Regions from separate parts of the Mus musculus genome. Here region 1 is linked to region 2. A link is a contact called in public Hi-C data. All regions are on one chromosome and are shown on one strand. The core of a region is the stretch at or near the end of the contact, and the rest is flanking DNA. Distances in the headings are between cores, read along the strand shown. Region 1 holds the start of Ppm1b (protein phosphatase 1B, magnesium dependent, beta isoform). Region 2 holds the start of Abcg8 (ATP binding cassette subfamily G member 8).

Region 1 (6,125 bases), core at 2,302-4,801, 270 kb after region 2:
GCATAAAGAAAACGAGCATCCTAATCAGGACAATTTTCTACCTTATACTTAGCATTGTCTCAATTTTTTTTTTTTTTTTTTGAGACAGGGTTTCGCTGTGTAGCCCAGGCTGTCCTGGAACTCATTCTGTAGACCAGGCTGGGCTTGAACTCAGAGATCCCCCTGCCTCTGCCTCCCGAGTGCTGGGATTAAAGGTGTGCGCCACCACCGCCCGGCTCTACTGCTCTTTATGTGGCTCTAAAGAAAGGCATTATGGTCGGGCAAACCAAGGCTCAGGGTGTAGTCACCAGAGTACCAAGCTGTTGCAGAACCATTGTGACGGTGCTGATTGTGTGTGACATATCCCCTATCTACCACGACACATACCGCCGTTTAACCTTGTGAATCCTTTGGGGGCTTCTTTAAGGGTTTGTTGCTAAGCTTCAGTAATTCAGAAAGTTAACCTAATGGTTTTTTCGTCTGTGATCTCATTGTAGTCTTAGACATAAAACAAACAAACAAACAACAAAACCTCAGTTATGTTTTCTTACTTTTAGTGATTAAAGAGTGAGTTGTATACAATCCGCAGCCTAGTTACATCACTGAATCTCATATTGCATTTGAGTGTCTGCCAAAGGAGATCAAGAGGAAATCAAGCAGTGCGAGACAGGGCTCTGATGTCTGTCTGTGGTTGCCTGGGTTCTCGAGGCAAGGGAATCCAAGAGCCCTTATTTGTTGATCTTTAGCATGTTGATCCTTATTTTGGAAGGTGAGGTCCCGTACTTCAATCTTCTAATATAAGGTGTCCCAAGCAAAGGTGTGATTTAAAAAATATATTGTGTAAGTCATTTAAATAATTCCCAGGCTGTCGAAGATGGCTCTGCAGGGATAGGAGATTATAATCAAGTCTAATAGCCTCAGTTGTACTCTGGGACCCTACAGGATGGCAAGAACTAATTGCCCTCAGACCTCCACTGCAAACACACACACACACACACACACACACACACACACACACACAAACACTAAATGTAATTAAACCCTTCTTGATTCCATAATGAAGCCCCTTGAAGGGGTAGTCAGAGCTAAAGTGGGCTTACTTTCTTTTCTTTATTGAAGCTCACCTACAGTATGCAAAATCAGAGAAAGAAATTTTTATGGCTGTCTCCAATTCTCAGTCACTGGGTCTAAGAATTGGTGTGCCAAACCAAACCAAATCAACCAACCAAACAAACAGTCAACTGACCAAACAACCAAAACCAAAACAAAACAAAAAAATCTAGCACCCAAAGACTACTTTTAAAAATTATCTTTCGAAGTTCAATCTCCAGAATCACAATAAATGAAATAAAATTGTATTGTAGTGAGCTTTCTCCCCAGAGTGAGCTCTGGATTTTGTAGGCATGAATGTAGCTTGGAACCTCAGGTGATTCTAATTTTAGGAACCTGTTTGCCCACTATCCTGAAAAAACACCATGTGTGCTGGCTACATTCTAATGACAACTTGACACAAGCTAGAGACATCTGAGAGGAGACAAACTTTCATTCCTAAGAGCTGGCTGTGGGCTAGCCTGTAGAACATTTTCTTAAGTAGTGATTGATGGGGGTGGTGGGGGTGGGTGGGGGCAGCCCATTGTGTGCGATGCCATCCTGAGCTGGTGGTCCTGGATTCTATAAGTGGGCTGAGCGGGCCATGTGAACAAGCTAGTAACCTCTCCATCAACTCTTATCTGCAGGTTTGAGTTCTTGTTCGGCTTCCTTCAGTGATGGGCTACAGTGTAAGTCCAATAAACCCTTTTCTACTCAAGTTGCTTTTTGGTTGCCATGGTGTTTCATGGTCCCAATAGAAACCTTAAGACAGAGTTCTTAAACTTGAAGTTCCAGAGAAATCTGAATTGCAACCAAATGTTTATTTCCGCCAGTTTCACTTTGGAAATTGCTTCAGAAATATGTCCTTCTTTTCAAAGCTGAATTTGCACTCCCTTAGGTCGGTCTAAACCTAAGTTGTCCCAACTAACTTATACCTAAGTATGAATAAGATCGAAAACGTCTTTCAAAGACTTGAGCGAGTTTAAAAACTCTTCAGGTGAGCGCTTAAGTGCCCCATTACACTTTGATCTGGAAGAATTAACCTGGTTCACTTTCTAGCTCAATGTGGTTACTAGATGACCGTTTTCTCCCGGCCTTTGTGAAGCCTTCCGAGTAATCATACCCAGAGGGAGACTCCTTTATGTCATCATTACCCTTTGCAGACGTTCAATGATTACCTACCATTCCCAGTCTGGGACTGCCTGCCTTACTTTTGTATCTCCAGTTCTACCTACCACGCTTAGCAAAATGCAGGTGCTCTTTAAGAGAGGAATGACCTAGTGAATGTCAAGAGCCTAGACAGGAGTTTTAAAAATCAGACTCAGAAACAAAACACGGAACTGCCAAGGGCTGGAAGGCAGGAGGTCGAGGTAAATAAGAAGAACGAACAATCTGAACCATTGCAAAATCATCCCGAAGGGATCTCCTGTCCCATTTTCTCAAGTGGCTTTTCAGCCTTCTCAACTTCCCGCCCACTCTCCCCTGCTGGAGACAGGTCATGCAGGTATCCCAACAATGAGGCTCTGATTGGTCAGAGATGATTTCATTGTTAGGGAACATCCGGGCTCTTTCCCTCCCTGCATCACCTCCCCAGAGCCCTACGCGCCCAGTTTTGCACTCTCGCGTGCGCCCCACCCGTAGTTGAAGCAAAACAACGCCTCTCTCCAGGCCCTTTCTCGAACCTTTCTGAGCTCTTCCTTCACAGCTCTATGCCAAAGAGAGGCGGCCACTTCTTCCAATGAGGGTCTAGGGGCACTTCTCTGGCCAATCAGAAGCCGGCTCTCTCCACTCCGGGTGGGACCAATTTCCACCTATAACTGGACTGCCCGTTGGTTTCTTTATGGTGTTCGTTCTCCGCGAAGTGTAGAGGTCAGAACTGCAGGGTCCGCAGACTCGGGGCTTGGCCATCTACGAATACTAGCCAATCCCTTTTAGGATACTTTTGCGCGTTCATTTAAAAAAAGCCGAAGTGACGGACTTGGAAATTGGTTTCTTGACGGACAAGTAGAGGAAGCCAATAGTCGGAGGATCAGGCCGCCATTTGAACCAATCAGAAAAGGATATCGGTCTTCGAGTTGGGGCGTAATTTGACTGACGGAGGACTCTACCTATGGCTACTAGGGTGGGCAGGTCGGTGACGTCAGGAGTTAGGGCAAGGCGGAGGTGGGGCTGAATAAAGTAAATGGTAATGAAGGGTTGGGCCTCACTGGTGGGCGGTGTGTGATGGATAGTTGACCTTGCCAATTAAGGTGGGCACTGACGCCCAATGAGAAATTAAAGACTCAGAGGCGGGGCCGTGTGGGCGGGGAAAGAGAAGCACAGAAGATACTAGGGGCCAGGTTGGGCGGGAGAACGTAGATTGACAGGCTTCTCAGCAAACCGAGGGCAGCGGTGACACACGCGGCGTCCCAATGGGTGCCCTTGGGGGGCGGAGCCCGAGGAGGGGCGGGGAAAGACGGCGGTGCGGGGAGGGGAGGGGGGTTGCAGAAGGAGCGGAGCGGCCGCTGCTCAATGGCGGAAAAGCCGCTGGTGCTCTGACCGCCTGGTCCCCCCTGGCAGTTGCGGGGGAGTTTCCTGCCGGCGCGGCTGGAGTCTCTGTTTCTCCGTGTCCGGTGGCTGGAAGATGCTCCAGAGAGATCAGGCTGCGGCGGAGGAGGTGGCGGCGGCCGAGTCGGCAGCGGCTCTGGGTTGGAGAGAAGGCGGCGGCGGCGGTGTGAGGGGCCGGACGGTGTAAACAGCTCGGGCGGCGGCGGTGGCCGAGCCCCCGAGGGCGAAGCGGCGGCGGAGGCGGTGTCGCGTCTCGGGAGAAAGCCGGGGGCCGCGGGCGGCTGTGCGGCGGGCGAGCCCGCGAGACCTCCCTTTCTACCTTCGCCCCAGGTAAGGCCGCTTTGCGCCCAGCCGAGTGGGGGAACGGCCGTCCGTCCGTCCAGCCTGCTCTCGGAGCACCGGGCTAGGCCCAGGGCCTGGGCTGCCGCCGCCGCCTCCGCTTGCGCGCGAGGCTTCGCGGGGCGCGGCGCGGCGAGGGAGTAGTTTGCCGGGGCGCGTGGAAGTCCGCTGCTTCCCCTCGCGCCGCGGCGTGCAGGCAGCGCCCATGGGCGCGCGGGCCACCCCAAGGCCGCGGCTCACCCAGTCCTGCCCGCCGCTCCGGAAAACACCTTTCGGTGTGGCTCTCTCTCCCGGTCGCTTTCTGCCCTCCCCTGCGCTCCGCTCTCCTTTCTTGTGAAATCTTTCTGGTTTTTCTGTCTGTGCCTCTCCGGGCCTCCTTCCCCCTCCTGTGCTTTAAACCGTTTGTCTTGCTCCTCTTAGCCAGACTCGGGGGTTCGTGTCTGTGTGTTGCCCACCAACCACGGTCCGAAAATTTCGGGTGTCGTGCTTAACAATGGGCTTCTTAAATGAAATTACTATGAACTCCATCTCAAGTTTACATGAATTCCATTAAGAATAGACTGGACAGTATTATGTGATCGGTCATTACTTTTTATCTTTAAAAGCCTTTAAGGAAAGAAAGTATCATTAAGCATAGCTGAAAAGAACCCTGAAATAAACTTATATAAATGAAGGGCTTGGTGAATGTTAGAGCCATTTCTTCATTTTTTAAAAAAGTTGCATGACCTCTAATACCAGTTTTAGCACCTCTAGGACGTTTGCCCATCTTATTTGGCAAAAAATTGCCTCTTAAGGATTTGATAGCTGCCCAAATTCATCAGTATTCAAGCGCTTCTAAAAACAACTTGGAAACTTAAAAACAACTAAGAAGTTGTTTTGGTAAGTCACACAGAACTTTTAAAATAGGCCCCACATGTTTAATGTATCAAAATAAAACTGGCAGGAGTCTTATAAAGGGATTATTAGGGAATTTGGGTTGTCTTCATGTTATGCGGCTATTTTGGGAAAAACATTCTTTTTCTGTTAACAAACGTTTATAGCTCCTGTGATGTGAGAGTTAACTGAAGCTTACTGTGGGATTAGCACAGGAACTCTTTATGTTGAGCCTACTGCCTGGATGGAGAAGTGGTAGGTTGTCCAGTGAAGAGGGTATAAGTCACAGTGTGTTCTGCGCGATGGCCCCTACATGTTCATAGATACTACTTCATTTACTTTCTCTGTTGTGCAATTACAGTGTTCCTTTTGTAGGTTGCCTTTGAAATACATCATCTCTGAGTATGGAGGTTATTCTGACTATTATAGAATTTTCCCAGTGTAGACTTCACTTGCAATAATATTTAAAGGATAATCTTTTATTTATTTTGAGACCAGGGCATAGGGAGCTGATTATATAACCCCGGCTGGTGTGGAACTCGATGTGTAGACCACACTGGCCTTGAACTCACAGAGATTCTCTGGTCTCCAAGTGCCTTGAAGGTCTGTACTACCACACCCAGCTAGTGATTTTTTTTTTCTTTAAAAAAATGCTTTTGTGGTCCTTACAAATGGACAGAGTGTGTGCTGTCGTAAGAACTTAATTTTTGTTACTGTTTATTATTTAGTGGGGCAATCCTCTCCACACACATCCGAAATACCGTCCCCCCACCCCCACCCCCAATTGTTAGAGGTTTTTTGTTTTTTTCTTTGAGACAGGATCGCAAAATGGGACTCAGGCTGACCTTGGTCTTACTTACTTAGGCTGGTCCCAAAGTGATCCTCCTGCCTCAGATTCTTAGGATTATAGTGTATCACCATTCTTGTCTCCCCTCTCTTTTCATATTTTAAAAAGTTATTTTTTTATATTTGTTTCATGAGTGTTTGCTTACAATGTGTAAATGACCCACTTGCACCACCACGTGAGTGCCTGGTGCTAGTAGTGGAGGCCAAGAGGGAGCGAGGGCAGGAGCTCTCCTGGAACCAGTTCCAGCCAGCTGTGAGCTGCCATTTTGGCTTGGGGAGCTGAACCCAGGTCTTCCAAAAGAGCAGCAAGTGCTCTAATTGCTCGTCAGCTCCTGAACGCTCTCTTCTGAAGCTTTAAGTCTTTGTTTTTGCTTGTTTAATGGTTGCATTTTCTCTCATAACTTCCTAAGACAGTTTCTGCCTGGTACCTTGTGTTCACGGATGCTCATGTA
Region 2 (6,101 bases), core at 2,932-5,431:
ACTTTAAGCCCAGAAATCTGGAGGCAGAAACAGGCAGAGCTCTGAGTTTGAGAGCAGGTTGGGTCTACATAGCAACTTCCAGACCAGCCAGGGCTGGAAAGAAAGAAAGAAAGAAAGAAAGAAAGAAAGAAAGAAAGAAAGAAAGAAAGAAAGAGAGAGAGAAAGAGAGAGAGAGAGAAAGAAAGAGAGAAAGAAAGAAAGAAAGAAAGAAAGAAAGAAAGAAAGAAAGAAAGAAAGAAAGAAGAGGAAAGGAAACAAAACAAAAAACCACACACACACACACACACACACATCTACCCACAAACAAAATACAAGCACAAAAAAGACACCTAGGTTGATTGCAGGCCTTCACAAACACAAGCCCCTGCACATATACACACACAAAGTAATTTAATTAATTAACTAAAAATGTAAGAGACTTGGGAGAAATCCCACAACCCTTCCATTATTTGAGATTAGAGCTAGAAAATACCACTTCTGGAAAAGCCAGCTGCTGTAACTTGAATATAAAATGCCCCCCACCCCCCTCACCCCCCACCCTCAGCCTCCTAGATCCCCAGTTGCTGGTACTACTTGTGGAGATTCTGGGAACTTTAGGAGGGGGTGACTAGCTGGAAGAAGTAGATCACTGTAGTGCTCCTCAGGGGTGCTCCTAGGGGGTGCTCCTGGGGAACTTTAGGAGGGGGTGACTAGCTGGAAGAAGTAGATCACTGTAGTGCTCCTCAGGGGTGCTCCTCAGGGGTGTTCCTCTGGTGTATCTTGTTCCCACCCTTCCTGACTCCTCTCTCAGCTTATCATCCATCATGATATAAGCGTCCTGCTTGCCTCTCACTGTGATGGGCTGAACTCTTAGAAAGCGTGAGCCAAAACACATCTCTCCTTCTTTAAACCATTTATGCCAAGTGTTTTGCCCACATTGACAAACAGCTAGTACCCAGCCCTCACCACAGACAGCTCTGTCAGGCCTTTGGTCTTGGCTGTCAGTCTCTTGAAGTCTGAGGAATCCACACTCTTGCTCATAAGTCACCTAGTGATTCTTTCCACCATGATTCTTTTCTTACAGTAACCTAATTAGACTAATTAGCAAATTAACTGTTGCTGTTATTATTTCATTTATTCTTCATCTATTGTCATATAGCTGTGCTTGGATGAATGCTCATGGATTTAATCTGAGGCTAGAAATCTGTTTTGTATTGCTATAGGAAAACTCCCGAGACTAGACGCTCAAGGCAGAGAAATCATAGAAGAGAGAGTATGTGTGTGTGTGTGTGTGTGTCTGTCTGTCTGTCTGTCTCTATCTGTGTATGTGTCTGTTAGTCTGTCTATCTCAGTGTGTGTCAGTTTGTGTATCTGTGTGTGTGTGTATATCTGTCTATCTGTGTGTGTCTATCAGTCTGTCTATCTGTGTGTGTGTGTGTGTCTGTGGTGTGTGTGTGGTCTGTGTGTGTTGACCCACAGTCTTGGAGACTTAACATTCAAATGGGCTAGCCTCATGTGTCTGGCCTTCTGGCTGCATGGCACCACGGTAGGTGTCATTGTGAGTCAACAGGTTCCGAGCTGCGGCATGATGAGACAGAAGCCAGAGGGACCCACGTGTCAGCCCTTCTTTCATAGCAACTTTCTCTGGTGAGAACCACTTTGGACACTGCATGAGCTACATTCAGAGGGCTACACCCCGTGGCCCTTCATCCTCCCTAGAGCACCAGGCCTCTCATTTCCACAGGAAGGACAAGCTCCTGTCACAGAGCTTTGGGACTCACTCTCAGCTACACCCAACAGTGTCATACCTGACTCTCCCCACAGCCTTACACTGCCTGTTTCTAAGAGAGCACAAGGCAAGGGGACAGTTAAATGCTGACAGTTTACAAGGGGCTGCTCAGTCAAGAACGGTCTGTGAGTCGAATATGCCAGAATCCTTAAGCAGAGGCATTCAGAATAACCCAGTGTTGCGAACACTGCGGCATGCTACCCAGAGCCCCTCTTCTGGGCCAGTGTACCCCTCCCCAGCTGCTGCAGATAGGAAAATTTACAGCTATAGGTTTTGCAGGGGCAGAGGAGGAAACCCCTCAGAGGATAATGACAGTTAGTGGAAGAACACAAAACAAACATGGAAGTCACATTCAAAGGTTAAAATCTCACCTGGAAAGAATAGTGAGACACGGGGAATACACACAGGTGGGCTCAGCGCAGTGTGTGTGATGCTTAACTCCTGAAGAGAGAGGCCCAAAGAAAGCCTGGTGTGCTTGGTGTGCTCGGTGAGACTATATTAACATGAGGTCTTTTTTAGTGGTATCTGTTCTCAACTGTGTGTCTGATGACCATCATAATGAAAAGACAAGTAGGGTCAGGAATAGAAGTTAAGTCCTGCCTAACAACTCCTTGACAAAAACTTTCCAGATGTGGGAATATCAGTTGAAAGTAGAATTGGGGGCCTTCGAAGGAACTCCACAGGAAGACCAACAGAGTCAACTGACCTGGGCTCTTAGCTCTCCTAGGCCTCCCTGCACCACAGTCAATCAAACAATCAGGAGGGGTGGCCAGGAGAAGGTCAGTGAGCAGAATGCAAAGTGAGAAAGAAAGTAAGGAAGAAAGAAAGAAAGAAACAAAGAAACAAAAGAAAAGAAAGGAAGAAAGGAAGAAAGGAAGGAAAGAAAAGAAAGAAATATAGAAGGAAGAAAGAAAAAAAGGGAGAGAAGGGAGGAAGGGAAAGGAAGGGAAGGAGGAAGGGAGGGAAATACATTTGGGGCTGGGGTGCTGGGGCAGAAGGTTTACTGAGCATGCCCAAGGCTCTGGGTTTGCTCTCTAGCATCACAGTCAATCAAACAAGCAAAGAAGGCACTTACGTGTTAGGCAGGACTTTCCACTCTTTCCAGGGATTTTCCTCAAGATTTCACTTTGGTACTAGGTTCTATTGGCAGCCAGACAAGTCACCAGATTGTATTCAAATGCCAAATGCATGGCTGCCTCTCTACAACTTAAACTTACTTCTTAAACATTGTGCTTAGACAGAGCCAAAGCCTCCCAGAGCCTGCCTTAGAAGTACAGGAGCCCCGGCCCCCCCAGGCACTTACCTGAGCTGCCTAAGATGCACATAATCTGGCCACTCTCGATGTACAAGGAGACATCTTTGAGGATTTGCCTGTCCCACTTCTGCTGGCATGATTTGATGTTCCACCAAGGCCCGACACGGTTGCTTTAAAGGAAATCCCACAAGGGCAAAGGCAGAGTAGGGTCCTGGAAGGTGCCAGACCCCTGCTCCCAGCCCTACCCCATCCCAGTTGCCCCTGGACAGGTTGACAACTCTGTTTTAGCCTTATGTACCACTCTGTTGTCCTTGGAGGTATAATGACAAGTTGGCCACCACCCAAGGAGCATGCCTCCCATTAGCTGCTCTGATTACTGGGTCTCTGACTGGGAGATGGTACACCTGCACACTGCTTTCTTCTTGAAGTGAACCCTGCATTCCTTCAGCAGTGTTCATTCCATTTTGTGCCCCCAGCACCCCCACTCTCCGAGCCTTCTCCATCTACACAGGACAGGTGGTGGGCGAGTCAAGGAAGGGGAGAGCAGAAATCAGTGAGAAGCAGCAAGCGGCTTCAGGCAGGGCATGTTTTAATGTCCAGGCTCTGCCCTGCGCAGGAGGAGGAGGAGGAACGACTCACTGTTGTTACAGACTGTCCACTTTCACCCTGATCTGCTGGACAGACAACCCAAAGCCCACAGGCCCACCCACCCATTCAGAAAAGGCAATCAGAGAGCCTAGCTTTTTGCTGTGGAGGTCCCCTTACCTGACGCTGTAGGACACATGCAGGACACCTAAGCTGTGCCGAGCCTCTGTGCCCGTGACCGAACCTTGCTCCAGGGAGCTCAGAGACCCTCTGTTGATGTGAGGCCCTCTGGCTCCCTCTGGACTCAGAAAGGGCAGCTCACCCATGGCTAGCAGGAAGCAAATGCAAGTGAATTTTCTAGTGGCCTGTCCGGCTCCAGGGCAGCTTTAACTGAGGAGCCAATGGGAGTGCCCTGTCCGATCCTACCCAGCCCTGGAATCCTCGTGAGATAACAGTTCACCAATTTGGCCAACGATGCCATTATCTGATGTACCTTTAGCCAGAGTGTCCTTATCTCGACAATAGGCAGAACACACGGTGTGTTTATAGGAGTGTTTGCCAGAGAGGAATGCTGGGAGAAAGGCTGGCACAGAGGAGGGCTCAGGTGCCCCAGCTCTAAGGAGCAAAGACAGAGAGAGCCCAACAGCAGGGGAGGCCACACAAAGGGCACAAACAGCACTGGTCATGGCTGAGAAAACCAAAGAAGAGACCCAGCTGTGGAATGGGACTGTACTTCAGGATGCTTCGGTGAGTGAGCTCTGCCAGGGGGGAGGCAGTGTCAGACTGACTTTTCTTTCCTACCACAGGATTAGTCCTAATGTACCACCTGGACTTCAAGTAGAATGGAAATGGGGCGGCAGGGCCCTGTCTCCTCAGTGTTGATGGTCTGAGGGGAACAGTCTCAGGAGCCAGGAGACCTCTGAGGTCACTTCCCCACGACAGCACGCTCCTGTGAATGACCGGGATTGATGTTTTCCAAATGACATTCCATCACAGAGCGTTGACCCATGTGACTGTCAGACCAAGAATCTCAGTGGTAGTCAAGAGACAGCGGGGAGGTAACAACAGATCGCTACGCTTGCCATACTTATGTAGTAAGTTAGTCCTTGGCATTGTTTGGTGAGAACCAGAGGAAAGAGAAGGCCAGGGGGAAGCCTAAAGGTCTCTGTGTGAGGCTGAGAAGCTGCAGGGACAGACAGACCAATAGACAGAGAGACAGAGAGAAAGGGCAGGTGTCAGGAACAAATGCCAAGGAGGGGTTGAGGCATCTCGCTACCTTGTAGAGTTGAGGCTCTGCTTAGAGAAACCTCACTGAAAGGGCAGGGCTCACGGCTGGGAAGTCAGGTCATAAATCCCTCTGAGGGCCACTTTCCTCTTTCTCCTCTTCCCTCTTCCTTCTTCCTTCCTCCTCCTCTGCCCCCCCACTTCTCCCCCCCCCCTGTGTGTAACAGGAGGTTGAACCAAGTGTTCTACAACTGAGCCATTCCCCCAGCCCACGATTTATTTTTTTCTCTTATTACAAGAAAATATTTCTATGGCTACACATTGGTTTCAGGCAGTTTACAAATACACTGGCTGTGATAGTGATCGCTTGTTTGGGAGCGTCAGAATTGTGTGCTTGCAGTCTTATGGTCTGGGAGGGAGGCAGAGTGGACAGAGAGCAGCGAGGTGGCCAGGAAGTGGAGCTCCTAGGCCTCCTTCCTCATTAACCGGAGAAACATTTGCTTGATAAATGGCCTTTGACTCGAGTTGTGGGCAGGATTTGAAGCAGAAGGCAGTATGGGAAGACAGAGCAAAGACGACCTCCCCCTCCCCCCAGCTTCTACACCCGGCCCACTTTTCTGGAGACAAAGACCAGAACAGGATGGCCACATTCAACAGGGACGCCTCAGTCCCCTGTTCTAGGGGAGACAGGATTGCCTGAGATTGACCAATCCTACTACCACAGCAACAGGCAACTCTGCTGTCAGAATCCCCATGAGGCAGACGTCTATGGGGAAATAACTCCTTCTACGTCTTTGATGCTCCCTTCCTGAGTAGGATATAAAATCAGTGGTGGGTGTGGGGGCTTTTGCCCTTCAGATTACAGCTAAAAAGGCAATGAGCTGTCAGAATTCTATATTCAAAAGTGTGCCTAGGTCCTGCCACCTACAAGTTCCTTCTGTGAGGTCCCACTGTTGTAGGTGCCCTGTGATGGCCCGCCACTGACAACTGCAGGGCTTGGGGTGGGGGGGAGACAATGACACTGATATGCCCTGTGCCTCCGTTCTTAAAAGCTGTCAGTCAAGCTAAAAACTGCCCAGTGGTTTCCAGCCTCTCATCTCTGTATGCAAATTTAGAAAACTGAGCATTTCTTGCGGAGCTGGCTGGCTTCTGCTCCATGCCGTGGCCATCCATCTCCTCCTCTGCCCACCCAGCATCTCACTCTACAAAGAACTCACATAGCGGCCACACCGTCTTTCTACTCATATTCGAGTCAGGTCTTCACAGAGA

What was found. Hi-C and Micro-C count contacts between places; a contact is called where the count stands out from the background.
Region 1: a Hi-C map of liver shows a contact between it and region 2, with 2.3 times the contacts expected there. The contact joins the promoter of Ppm1b here to the promoter of Abcg8 in region 2. A contact is called at or near these places in 1 of 39 promoter capture datasets (liver) and 2 of 484 Hi-C or Micro-C datasets (the N1E-115 cell line and liver).

What each region holds. Positions count from the first base shown.
Region 1 is chr17:84,954,450-84,960,574 of GRCm38.p6, forward strand. Ppm1b (protein phosphatase 1B, magnesium dependent, beta isoform) reads left to right here and starts at 3,552. Exons shown (of 6, transcript NM_001159496.1): 1 at 3,552-3,945. It overlaps 1110020A21Rik (RIKEN cDNA 1110020A21 gene), which reads right to left and starts at 2,974. Exons shown (of 4, transcript NR_027929.1): 1 at 2,751-2,974.
Region 2 is chr17:84,678,940-84,685,040 of GRCm38.p6, forward strand. Abcg8 (ATP binding cassette subfamily G member 8) reads left to right here and starts at 4,182. Exons shown (of 13, transcript NM_026180.3): 1 at 4,182-4,355. The coding sequence starts at 4,293. Abcg5 (ATP binding cassette subfamily G member 5) reads right to left here and starts at 4,072. Exons shown (of 13, transcript NM_031884.2): 1 at 3,789-4,072; 2 at 3,072-3,193. The coding sequence starts at 3,934.